2 separate regions of the Ovis aries genome follow, and region 2 is linked to region 1. A link is a contact called in public Hi-C data. All regions are on one chromosome and are shown on one strand. Each heading gives the region's core, a stretch centred on a gene start, on an enhancer-like site or on the middle of the called end of the contact. The rest is flanking DNA. Distances are from core to core; before and after follow the strand shown. Region 1 holds the start of WNT11 (Wnt family member 11). Region 2 has its middle 57 kb from the start of THAP12.

What was found. Hi-C and Micro-C count contacts between places; a contact is called where the count stands out from the background.
Region 2: a Hi-C map of tail adipose tissue shows a contact between it and region 1, with 5 times the contacts expected there. The contact joins the enhancer-like site here to the promoter of WNT11 in region 1. A contact is called at or near these places in 10 of 16 Hi-C or Micro-C datasets (blood, hypothalamus, liver and 4 more).

What each region holds. Positions count from the first base shown.
Region 1 is chr15:54,400,925-54,406,445 of ARS-UI_Ramb_v3.0, forward strand. WNT11 (Wnt family member 11) reads right to left here and starts at 2,186. Exons shown (of 6, transcript XM_060399452.1): 1 at 1,942-2,186. LOC121816704 (a long non-coding RNA gene) reads left to right here. Exons shown (of 4, transcript XR_006056384.2): 1 at 1-1,181; 2 at 1,359-1,419; 3 at 1,752-5,521.
Region 2 is chr15:54,503,744-54,509,253 of ARS-UI_Ramb_v3.0, forward strand. No RefSeq gene overlaps it. Among named protein-coding and RNA genes, the nearest start is that of THAP12, 57 kb to the right of the region's middle. Within about 2 kb of position 2,743, at least 23 of the 54 cell types and tissues checked have an H3K27ac peak or open chromatin away from gene starts, as enhancers often do. A contact at or near this core is called in hypothalamus, liver and tail adipose tissue, where this site is marked.

The sequences.
Region 1 (5,521 bases), core at 936-3,435:
TCGCCCCCACCCCCTTCCAAAGTGTGGGCTCCCCCCTAAGGCGCCCAGCATTCCAGGGTAGGGAGAAGGAAGGGCTGCACGCGGAGAGAGGAGAGCGCGGACTCACCGCAGGGGATCCGTGTCCAGCCCAACGCGCGCAGAGAGAGAAGGGGGCCGCGCGGGTGCGCACCGGGACCCAGGCCTCCAAGCTATATCCCTGGCTGTTTCGGAGCGGCCCCGGTGGTCCTGGGCTTCTCCCTTCGCTGCCCTGGCACGTCGCTGGGGGAGGCGGCTCCCGGTCTGGGCCTCTGGGTCCTGGCAGATTATTCCTGTCCACTGTCAGAGTGTCTAGGACAGCCGCGAGGGCCGCTGGGTCACCCTCAGCCTGCGCCTGGAGGGTCAGGGAGCACGCTCCTCCCGGAGCCCCCGGCCCGCCAGGGGGCGCTAAACCCGGGTTCGAGGTGGGCTAGGCAGCAGCCTCCCGTGCCCTGGGACCTTGGGCAAGTCCCCTTCTCTTCCTGGGCCCCGGTATCCCGCTCCGGGCATAGGGTGAAGAGGAAACTAAGTGCCCTCTCAGATCTGGTCGTTCTATAAGACCCTCCACTTTGCCGCGGTCCGCCCCGGACTGCCCGACCTCTTGCTTCAGGCCCGGCTCGGAACCTCCCTTGGGATCAGGCGTGTAGTGGACCCGCATCAAAGCACAGTGTCTCTGGAGAGATAAGCGGTCCCTTCCTCCTCCCGCTGGGGAGAAGGCTCAAGCTTCCCGGCTTGCAGTGGGCGAGAGCTGAAACCTCCCTGGCTGTGCACACCGCGGGCACCGCAAGCGTAGCCGCAGGCCCGCTCCAACAGGTGGTTATAAGGCTTGGGCTCTGTAAGGCCCTGGAAACCCCTCTGCCTGAGAGGCTGCCCCTCTGAGCCAGAGTCGACGGGCGCACACCAAACACCCGCGCCGGCCCGGGAACCCGCACCCGGCGCTCGCGCTGTGTCCACGCCGCGAAGGTCGCCTCGGGCCCGGCCCGAAGCCAGGGGGTGCGCAGCTTACAGAGCCGACCCAGAGAGCCGGTGACGCCGAGCGACTGCTTCAAGGTTACCTGCAACGCCAAGCAAGGCGAGGCCCTCAACACGGCTTTGACTCTGGCCGCGAGTCTTGCTAGATGTGCCTGCTGGGCTGCGGACGATGCGCCGGGTGACCCGCGAAACGGGTTAGTTTGGAATTGGGAAGGGTGGGGTGGGGGAACTCGGGGTTCCTCCCACTACCCCCTCTAAGCCAGACCTCGAGCGCCTAAGGACCGTGAGGGTCTTGGAGGTACCTAAGCTCGGGGAGGTGGGAGGTGTGGGGCCCGTGCGCGAGCTCAGCCAGATGTTCCCGGCTGTTCCAGAGGTGCCTCGGGGCCGGGACTGGACTTTCTTCCTCCCTATCTCCCCTAGCCTGGAGCTCAGGTCTGTAAACAAACTCTCGATTCTCCCCCTTCCCCCCACCCCCACCCTGCCGCTTCTGGAAGCAGGTCTCAAAGCGAGCCGTCCGCCCCCGCCCCCAATTTAGTAGGAGCTGCAGTCGTTCTCTGCCTTTTGCCACCTTCTCCCGCCCCACCACACACACCCTCTGCCGCTGGATCCAAGTCCCCCACCCCCGGGATGGCTCGGGCATGACCTCATCCGTGGGCTGACTCGGAGGGAGAGGGTCGAATGGGGCGGGGGGGAGAAGCGGGACTGGAAGGCTCGAGGCAGGCCGCGGGGTCTGTACAGCCTACCTCTACCTCTCATCCGCTTAGAGCCCGCGCCCCGAGGCCCCAGCGGTTGCTCTCAGCGAAGGGACTGCCTGGGAGAGCCACGGAACAGACTTACGGAGGAGGACTGGCTTTGCTTGCCCGGGAGCGGATGCCCAACGGGGTCCCCCACACCCGCCCCCGGTCTGGCAGGTCCCCGCTGAGAGCCCACCCTCTGCCTGCGGCCACGGCTCACCTCCTGGGGCGCTCGCCTGGCCGGGCGGGCCGGGGAGCGGCGAGCGCGGCCCCTGGAGGACCCGAGCGCTCTCCCGGCTGGGCAGGCGGCGGGGGCGTCCTCTTCGCGAGCTGCCTGGAAAGGACGCCCGGGATCCTGGCGAGCCGCGGCCGGCTGGGGTCCCTCGGGGACTGGAGGGCGCTCGGCTCCCCAGGCCTGCGCTCGCTGACTCGACCGAGTTCTGCTCCTCACCCGGCACGGTCTCCAGGCGCGGGCAGCCCGAACTGCTTTATAAGGAGCCGGCAGCTGCTTTGATCCGCCCACGTCAGCGCGCAGAAACCCCATCGGGTGGCTCGGGCCGCGAGCGCGGGGGGCGGGGGCGGGGTCCCCGCGGATGCCACGGACCCGCGGCGCCAGCGGCACGAGAGGACGTCGCACCCTGTGAGCTACAAAGAGACTTACTAATTATAACTCTAACTGGTGGTGTGTACTGAGCGTGCGGGCTGTGAGCCTACTGCGTGCCCGGGGCGCTTGGGGCCCAGGTATGGCTGATTTCTAAACCTGACAGCAAGCCCCGTTTGGATCCTCCACCCTGTCTGGTTGGGCAGAAGAGGAAGCCACGGTTCAGAGGGAAGTCAGACTTAGGTCTGAGTGCGGAGCCCGGGTGTCAGTAGGAGTTGATGTTGAAGCTCCATTACTATAAGCGTCGTGGGTCAAGAGAGCTGCCGTGGCAGCCCAGGACCAGCTTCTCCAGCTCACCTCTCCAGACCTCCTCTGCTCCAGTTCTGGAAACTCTCAGCAAAGAAAAGAGGTGCGAGGACTGTGTGCTGCATGCGAGGCGGCTGTAAACCTTAGGCAACAAGAAGGCAGATGTCCCATCTATGGGATGAGTGTTGGGGAGTCTGCCTGGTCCCGGGGAGACCACCAGCCAAGGACTGGGTTTCAGAAGCTAAAGCAGACTATGGTGCTTCTTGTGCACTATAGACCTAGCCTGGGGCTGGGGCTATGTTTCAGGGGCAACTTCCCTGGGACTGGTTGAGTACCCACACCTTCCACCCCCACCTTGGCCCTTCCTGGCTGATACTACTCCACTCCCATTTCTAACTGCTGGGTCAGGTGCTTTGGATTTCTTGACTTCTGTCTCCCCCCATCCCTTCCACCCCAGGAGCCTCAAGTCCAAGGATAACCTAGTTCATTAGCAGGAGAAACAGATTTGGTGAAAAAAGACTTCTTTCAGGTCCCCAAAACACCTGGTTACTCTTTCCCCTGTTCTTTGCAGCCACCTGTGAAGTGGCTCCCATAGGCTGTCCTAACCTGGCTACAGGTCCCTGCATATACAACACATTCATCTGAGCCCACAGAACCCCCCACATGTTCTCAGCCATGAAAGTATCTCTGCATGTAAGCAGGCAGTCTCCCTTGCACACAGGGCTAGACTTAACCTCCAAATGGTCACAAACACCCTCAGGAGATAGTTGGACAAACCACATGCCCCCACACACTCAGCAGCACATGTAAGTTAAATGGCCATACACGTCTTCAAGATGAGGCTGAACATGCAGACTGTCCGCATCCAGTTTATGCACAAGCACACGTTTCCATGCACACAGTGAGGACACACACAGCTGCCAAGCGGGCAACACCAGTATACATATACTCCTACTTACAGGCAGAGGAATGTCCTTGTGAACACGTGCTGGGACACCCCCATCTCTTCTTCCAGAGCATTGAGGTCAATCCCATTCCAAATGCCATGGGAAGGTAGTGGGGTTTTAGGTGGGGGGTGTGGGAAGGGGCCGTGGGAGACATTACTGCTCCACCTCAGAGGCTTCTAGCAGGGGGTCAAAAGTGTGTCCTGAGCTCTCCCATTCCAAGGCACTCTGGCCATCACAGTCAGAGCCATTCCAGGTGACTTCCATTCAATTGGGATGCATCGTCCTCTGGGTCTAGCCCTTTGCTCACTTCAGCTGCCTCCTAATATTTGCACAAGCAGTCTTTCAGCTAGAAATCTTCTGGCTCCCAGCTAGAGTGGATATAGAAAGCAATTTGAAGTCACACAGACTTGGGTTCCAGTGTTGATTGTGCCCAATTTTATTTTTAGCTGTGTAATTTTGAGCAAGTTGCTTAAATTCCCTGAACCTTAGTTTCTTCATCTATAAAATGGGAAGAATACAGTCCCATCAGATCTGTATTCTCCAAGGTGACGATTAGTACCCCTCTCATAAATGCAGAAGCTGAGGCTCAATACGGAGGTTCTGGCAAGTGTTGGAGCTAATATTTGAACCCAGATCTCTAGGGCTCAGAGTGCACCATAGCTAGTGGCCCCCACTGAAACCAATAGGAGGAGGATAGTGACTTTGTATTCTCCAGAGAGGAGTTGACGGAGGCGAGGAGAAGGTCCCAGGTCTCCTGAAGCCCAGCCTTGAGCCCTGTAGGGCTCTCCAGCTACTCAGCCCTGTATTGTGACTCACAATCCAGACATCAGCTAGGACTGGGACCTCTGCCCTGGACAGGGCGGAAAAGGGGAGAGTAGGGGAGAGGCTGAGGCAGGGGTGGCAAAACCTTGGCTTGAGGGTCAAGGAGACTTGGACAAGAGGCTGCTCCTTCCTGTACCCCAGTCTCCCCACTTGCACAAAGCTGGTGCACTTTACCACCTCAGACATTCTGGGGTTCTCTGAGATACTTGGGAGAAGAATTTTTTCATCTTTAAAATCAGCTGAACTTCCCCCTCCTCTTTCCTCCTATCTCCTGTCAGGAGCCTCCTCAAGGATCAGTGTGGGTCAGGCCTGTGCTGGTGGCCTGGGCTGCTAGCTCCCTTCAGAGGGGAGGAGGCGCTGAGGTGGGCAGGGTAGGCATGCTCTTGGCTACTACTGCTGTGGATGTTAATATAGTTTCCTTCTCCTCAGTTACCCTTGGTGATTCTGGGTATCTGATCACCCAGATGTGCTGGGGGCTTCGTCAGTAGGCTTCTCAGCCCTTGCCTGCCATTGTTCTGGGTTATATACCTTTCCACCTCCCACCCCTGCATACACTGCACCCAGGGGGCACCCAGGAAGGGACACAGTTCCATTTCCCATGCTGACCTCTACTGACCCCTCCACCCACCTCACCTTCCCAGCCTTGGGTCCGAGGCCTTGGTGGAGCTGGGTAGGGGCAAGTTGGCTACTTCCAGGTGACCTGGTTATAGTCCTTAGCCCTGTCAGTGCTTGACTGTATGACAACAGATAATTATTTTTCCCTCTCTGAGCCCATCACCTCATCTGTAAGTGAGGGGGTTGAACTAGATAGACTCCAAGGGCTTTTTCAACTCTAGAACCCACATCTTGGTTCTCCTTACATGATTGTTTTAGGATGAACTGTGAGCAAGGTAGAAACAATGATACCAGAGGGTGCTGTTTTCAGCAATAGGGTGTTTTTCAGAATGGCCTGCCTGGGAAGGCAGGTGAACAGTGGGGCCGAGCAGAATAGCCTAGCCCAGAGGTCCCCTGCTCCAGGGGTCTGCAAGCCCTGTGAGGCCAGATCCTCCAGGCAAGAGGCAGGGGGATCAAATAGCAGCAGACATATCATCAGACACCTGGCCTGACTCTGCTCCTGCGCTCAC
Region 2 (5,510 bases), core at 1,493-3,992, 100 kb after region 1:
CATTTTCCCAACCCCCATGACTTTGCCTTTGTAGAAAATATCCTTCTCTGCCTTCTTGGCTTAGAAAACTTCTGCATGGCCATCAGGTGAAAGCCGCTCAGTCGTGTCCAACTCTTTTCAACTCCATGGACTGTACATGGAATTCTCCAGGCCAGAATACTGGAGTAGGTAGCCTTTTCCTTCTCCAGGGGATCTTCCCAACCCAGGGATCAAACCCAGGTCTCCCGCTTTGCAGATAGATTCTTTACCCACTGAGCCACAAGGGAAGCCCAAGAATACTGGAGTGGGTAGCCTAGCCCTTCTCCAGGGGATCTTCCCAACCAGGGATCAAACCAGGGTCTCTTGCATTGCAAGGCAGATTCTTTATCAACTGAGCTATCAGTGAAGCCCACACAGACATCAAAGTCCAATGCAAATACCACCTCTTTGGTGAAGCCTTCCTTAACACGCCTTATATCCGAAGTTCAACACTGAGCCCCAATCCTGCCCCACTGCAGGGATTCAAGCCAATCTTCTTCTGGGTACTCCTGCCAGTCCCTGGGCTGCCCTTTATTTCTGCATAAACCAGGAATGTTTCTGTGTTCATCTCTTGCTCTTCTCAGGCTCTGAGCTCCTTGAGGAAAGAGAGTGTGGGTGTGAACCATTGCTTCCCCACAAAAGGTCTGGTGTTCAATTAAGCAGCATTTATTAATCATCTACTCAGTGTCATTGGATTAGAATCTTTCCCATGCCTTACCCCATTTCAGTAACTCAATTTACACGTCTTGAACAAAGAAGCCTTTACCATTTTGCTCCCACCAGTAGCCTGCTGCATGACCATGGGTGGCTCGCTTAATTTTCATGGGAGCAAAGAGAAGAGAAGGGTGTGATAACACCACAGTAATGGTTCCTTTGGCTGGGCTCTCCCATGGCTCTGCTAACATATGTCTCATCCTGCTGTTCCCAAGATGCCCATGTCCCATGCCCTGATACCTGCTGCAGCCATTCCAAGCCAGGCCCTTGCCAGTTAGTCCTCTTGGAACTGCAGCTCGGGGCTTGTGCTCCAGATGCCTCTGCCTCCCAAGGAACCCCTGGCCTAATCCCATGAGACTCCAAGCCCTCCTGGGGGACTAGGCCCAGGTCTGGCCTCTAGAGGTCTGAAGGAGGGGGTACTTTTGCTTCCCCATGAGGATGGCTATAGGCGGAAACCAGATTCGCAAGCTGGAGGAGGAGCTCATGGCAGCCTGGGAAAGAGTACGGCTAAGCCTGCAGTGCTCAGGGCTTTCTGGGAGCTATGGAACTCCACTGGAAACTGGATGACTGAAGGGTCAACAGTGGGGACTCCAGGAGCTCTGTTACCCACCCCTGCAGTCCAAGGTGGGCAAAAGGGCCCTGATCTGCCTTTTGGGAGGTCCAAAGCAGAGCCTTGTGCCTTCCAATCCCAGCCTTAAAATCATTCTGCTAACCCTCTCTGTGACTTCCTTCTGAAAGTTCCAGAAAAGAAGTTTTAGGAGACACTCTTAGTGACCTTTGGTTGGCTCACGGCTGACCAACTTTAGTTGGGGGGAAGAAAGCTCACTCATTGAGCACACCCCTCATGCCTGGCATACAGAACCCTTCAAAGGAGGATTATTATCCCCATTTATGGATGAGGAAAGCAAGGCTGGAGAGAATGAATGACTTTTCCAGGTCACAGAGCAGGCCTGCTAGGATTCTGTGATCTTAACCACCAAGCTGGGCTCCCTTGAAGGCTGCTGCAAAATTAATTCTACAACAATGCAAGACAGCAAATAACCAAACACAAGTTCTGATGTTCTGAAATCCATAAAGGAGCAGGGAAGGCTTCCTGGAAGTGGTGGGGTGAGGCACACACTTAGATCTAAGGCCTTAGATCTAAGCTGGATGGCTAGGAAAGGAGGCGCACATCATGGGAGGAACGCATCATCTTCCCCCTTGCTTCCTGCTTGGGAAAGGGCGGGCCACACATCCGTCATCCTGTCTAGCACTGAGTCCTATCCATAGCCCTCACAAGTTTTCCAGGCCACCTCCTTTCCTGCATTCCCACTGTAGCCACCTTGGCCCAGGCACCATGACCTCTGTCTACAGTCTCCTCACTCATATCCTGCCACCCCTCTATTCCACCTCCCACACCATGCCAGAGTGCTCTTTCCTAAAAGCAAATAAACTGGTCAAAACACATATCCTGCTTACAAGGCTACAATGCCTGCCCCACAGGGGATGGCTCAGATGGTAAAGAATCTGCCTGCAACGTGAGAGACCTGGGCTCCATCCCCGGGTTCGGAAGATCCCCTGGAGAAGGGAATGGCTACCACTCCAGTATTCTTGCCTGGAGAATTACTTCCACGGACAGAGGCTACATTCATGGGGTCGCAATGAGTTGGAAACGACCGAGCAGCTAACAATTTCACACTTTGCCACTTTCTCCAGAGCCATCCTGTGACACTTCACCTTGAACTCAATACTTCATTAACACAAAATACCTGTAATTTCCCCAACTGCCACCCTCTTGGCCTTTTCATATTCTGTTCCTTCGATCCAGATGCGTTCATCTTTCAGAGCTTAGCTTAAATATCCCAGGAAGCCTTCCCTGACCCTTGGGTCGAGTGCAGAACCCTCCTGCAGATTTCCCTCATGGGTCTGTTTGCCTCCGCTGCCAGGGCCCGGCACTTGGGCAGCGCGGGGCTGGAGCTCGGGCGCCGTAGCATTTACCCTATCCGGGACTGCGCATGCGTCCTCAGGCTTGCCAGGCGGAAACGCGCTGACTCGAGTCCAGGCTTCTCCTCCACAGTTCGCGCGCGGAGGAGATGGTCCAGGTCCGGAAGGCGCGCTGGAAAGTCCGTTTCCGCCCGCTCTGACCCAGGGAATATTTATGGGCTGCTGGAGGCTGGTCGGAGGGAGGCGGGGGGCCTCGGCTGCCCGGCAGGCGGGGAGCGCCGTGCACTCGGGTCCCCTGCGGTCCCCGGCGCGGGGCCGGCGCGTGCGGAAAGGGGATCCTGAGCCCCCAACCTCAGGGCGCGTCCGCGGCCTATTAGGGAGGCGACCGCAGCCTGGAACCAAAGAGCCCCCAGCTGTTTCCTCCCATCTCCGGGCGGCGGCGGGTGACTGCGGCAAGGGTCCTGGGGAGGCAGGCAGGTGTGGAAAGTGCCCGCGGCACTTCGGCCTTCGGATCCTCGCGTGACTCTCCCACTTCGCAGGCAGGAAAATGAGGCGGTCCCAAAACAAAGCCAAGAAGGGCGGTGCTGACTCCAGGGTCCCCGCTCTGCCCACTGCGCCGTTTGGCATCAGTGCAGGCCTAGGGCGGTTCATTCTTTGGTGAGCACAAGAATCAAGGGGACAGTTGTTAAAATGCGGATTCTAGGGTCCCTCCTCCCATTGATTAGGTAGGTCTAGGGTGGGAGCCAATAACCAGATTTTTTAAATAAGCAAGAGTCAAATATGAAAAGAGTTCTATTGGATTTAATGCAACTGTACACATTTGTCAAAGCCCATTGAACTGTACATTTAAAGCTTGTGAATTTTATTGTATGGAAATATTTCACAAAAGCTGAATCTGAGAAGTTGAAACCCCCTCTAAAAAAAAAAAGTAATAATAAAATAAGCAAGCGGGCCATACACCACGCATTGTGAAACATTGGTGAAGAGATATTTTGGAATGGGAAGGCTCCCCTCAACTGATGGCCAGGATAAAGCTAGAGTGAAGAGGGTAGGAGATGCAGGGAACCTGGAATTAGAAGGGATGGATTTGAAGTCTGAAACCAACATTTTCTTCTGGGTTACCAGGAGCTAGTGATAAACTTCTCTGTGCCTTCATTTTTTTCTTGCCTAAAATGGAAATAACCTTCCGCCCACTAAGTTCTATGATATCAAAGAGATCTCTGTAAAAATGCTTTGCACACTGACCCACCACCATCATCATTATTTGCTGTCACTGCCAGTCCTCTAGGCAAGGAGAGAAGCCAGGCTGAAGTGGTGGTGGTGATGAGGTCAGATGCCACCTCCTCTGTAAAGCCCACAGGGATTCAGTCACATGGGATGAAGCCCTCCTTCCCCTGGACTGCACAGCACTTGACTTCTTCACGGCTATTCGATGCTCCTTCTCTGCCTGGGGCTGGCTGACTCTGCAGTACATGTGCCATTTTTTCACCAGAATGTGAGATGCTTTGAGGAGCCTCTGAGTTAAGGATAATGTCAGAGAGGCTGGATAGTAGAGACAGGAGTTCAGTCCTGTCACTCATTAGTTGTGGGATCTTGGTCTGTGGATCCACCTCTCTGAGTCTCTGTAGCTATAACCTATGAAAGATTAAGTGGAATGATGTCTGTAAGTTTCTGTAATGTCTATCACTCAGTAAGTCCAACTTGGGTAAAATAAGATATAAGCTTGGGAGACTGAGGAAGGCATCACAAGGGGTGGCTTTTGACCTGCGCTTTTAAAGCTAGGAGAGACTGTAACAGGTAAAGAACTGGTGGGGAGTGCCCCTACAGGCCCTCTTCATATTCTAGTTACACTCTATTTACTTCTATAAATTGGAAGGAGAGAATTCCAGCTCTGAAATGTGTCGCTGTTCATTTAAAAATTGAAATGGGATAAAGATAGCAAGTTGAACACACACTGTGGTCTTTCCTGAAACCAACTAAAACAACAGTAAAGGAATTTAATCAAAATATTGGAAACCAGATTTAGCCAACAAAGAATGGTAACTGACTGACTCCTAAACAGGCAATAAAGAAAGTTGAAGAGCAGCCCAGTTTACACGTGAAACCTCCAAATGGTCCAGGAATTGGCTGTCCCAGGTATTTCTGGAAATTGGGTGGGTGGGGAGGCTTAAAAACAGGAAAATTGTTTGAAAATCTATTTAAGAAGCAGTCAGACTCCAGACTCTCTCCCCAGCTGGTTGAAAAGTGAAGGTCTATTCGCAGGAGAGGTAACAGAGGATTTCTCTTCTGGGAGCACACTGACAACAGGAATAAAGCCAACACTTTGTATGCAATATTGAGGCCTCTAGCCTTCTTTCCCCACTCAGCTACCCAGACTCTGGCTGCCAGCAGAGTACCCTCCAGGCAGGAGACTGGAAGAGTTTTCTCTTGACCAGCTCAACAGATAAGACACAGAATGGCCCAATAGATCCATGTAGACAGCCCCAGTCATGACCATCATGTATCAAGTCTTTCAGTGTCCCATTCTTCATTTATAAGAAGACAGTACAGGATGAGTAAATATTTGAGGAAGGCCTCTAATAAGAGTAAAGTTAAATATTGGGACAAAAAAAGGAACTTAAAAGATAGTGAGTATGCAAAAAGGAGACGTAGGAGAGAACACTGTCATTAATGGTCTTAAGAGACAAGATATTGCGTCCATGAACAAAAATAGGATGCTATGAAAAAAAAAAAAAGAAAAGAAAAACAGAACTCTTGGAAATTAAAACTACAAAAGCAAAAAAAAAAAAAACTTTAAAAAAATGATTGGAATATAAATTTGAGAAAATAGAGCAAAAGGGCCAAGAGATGGAAAA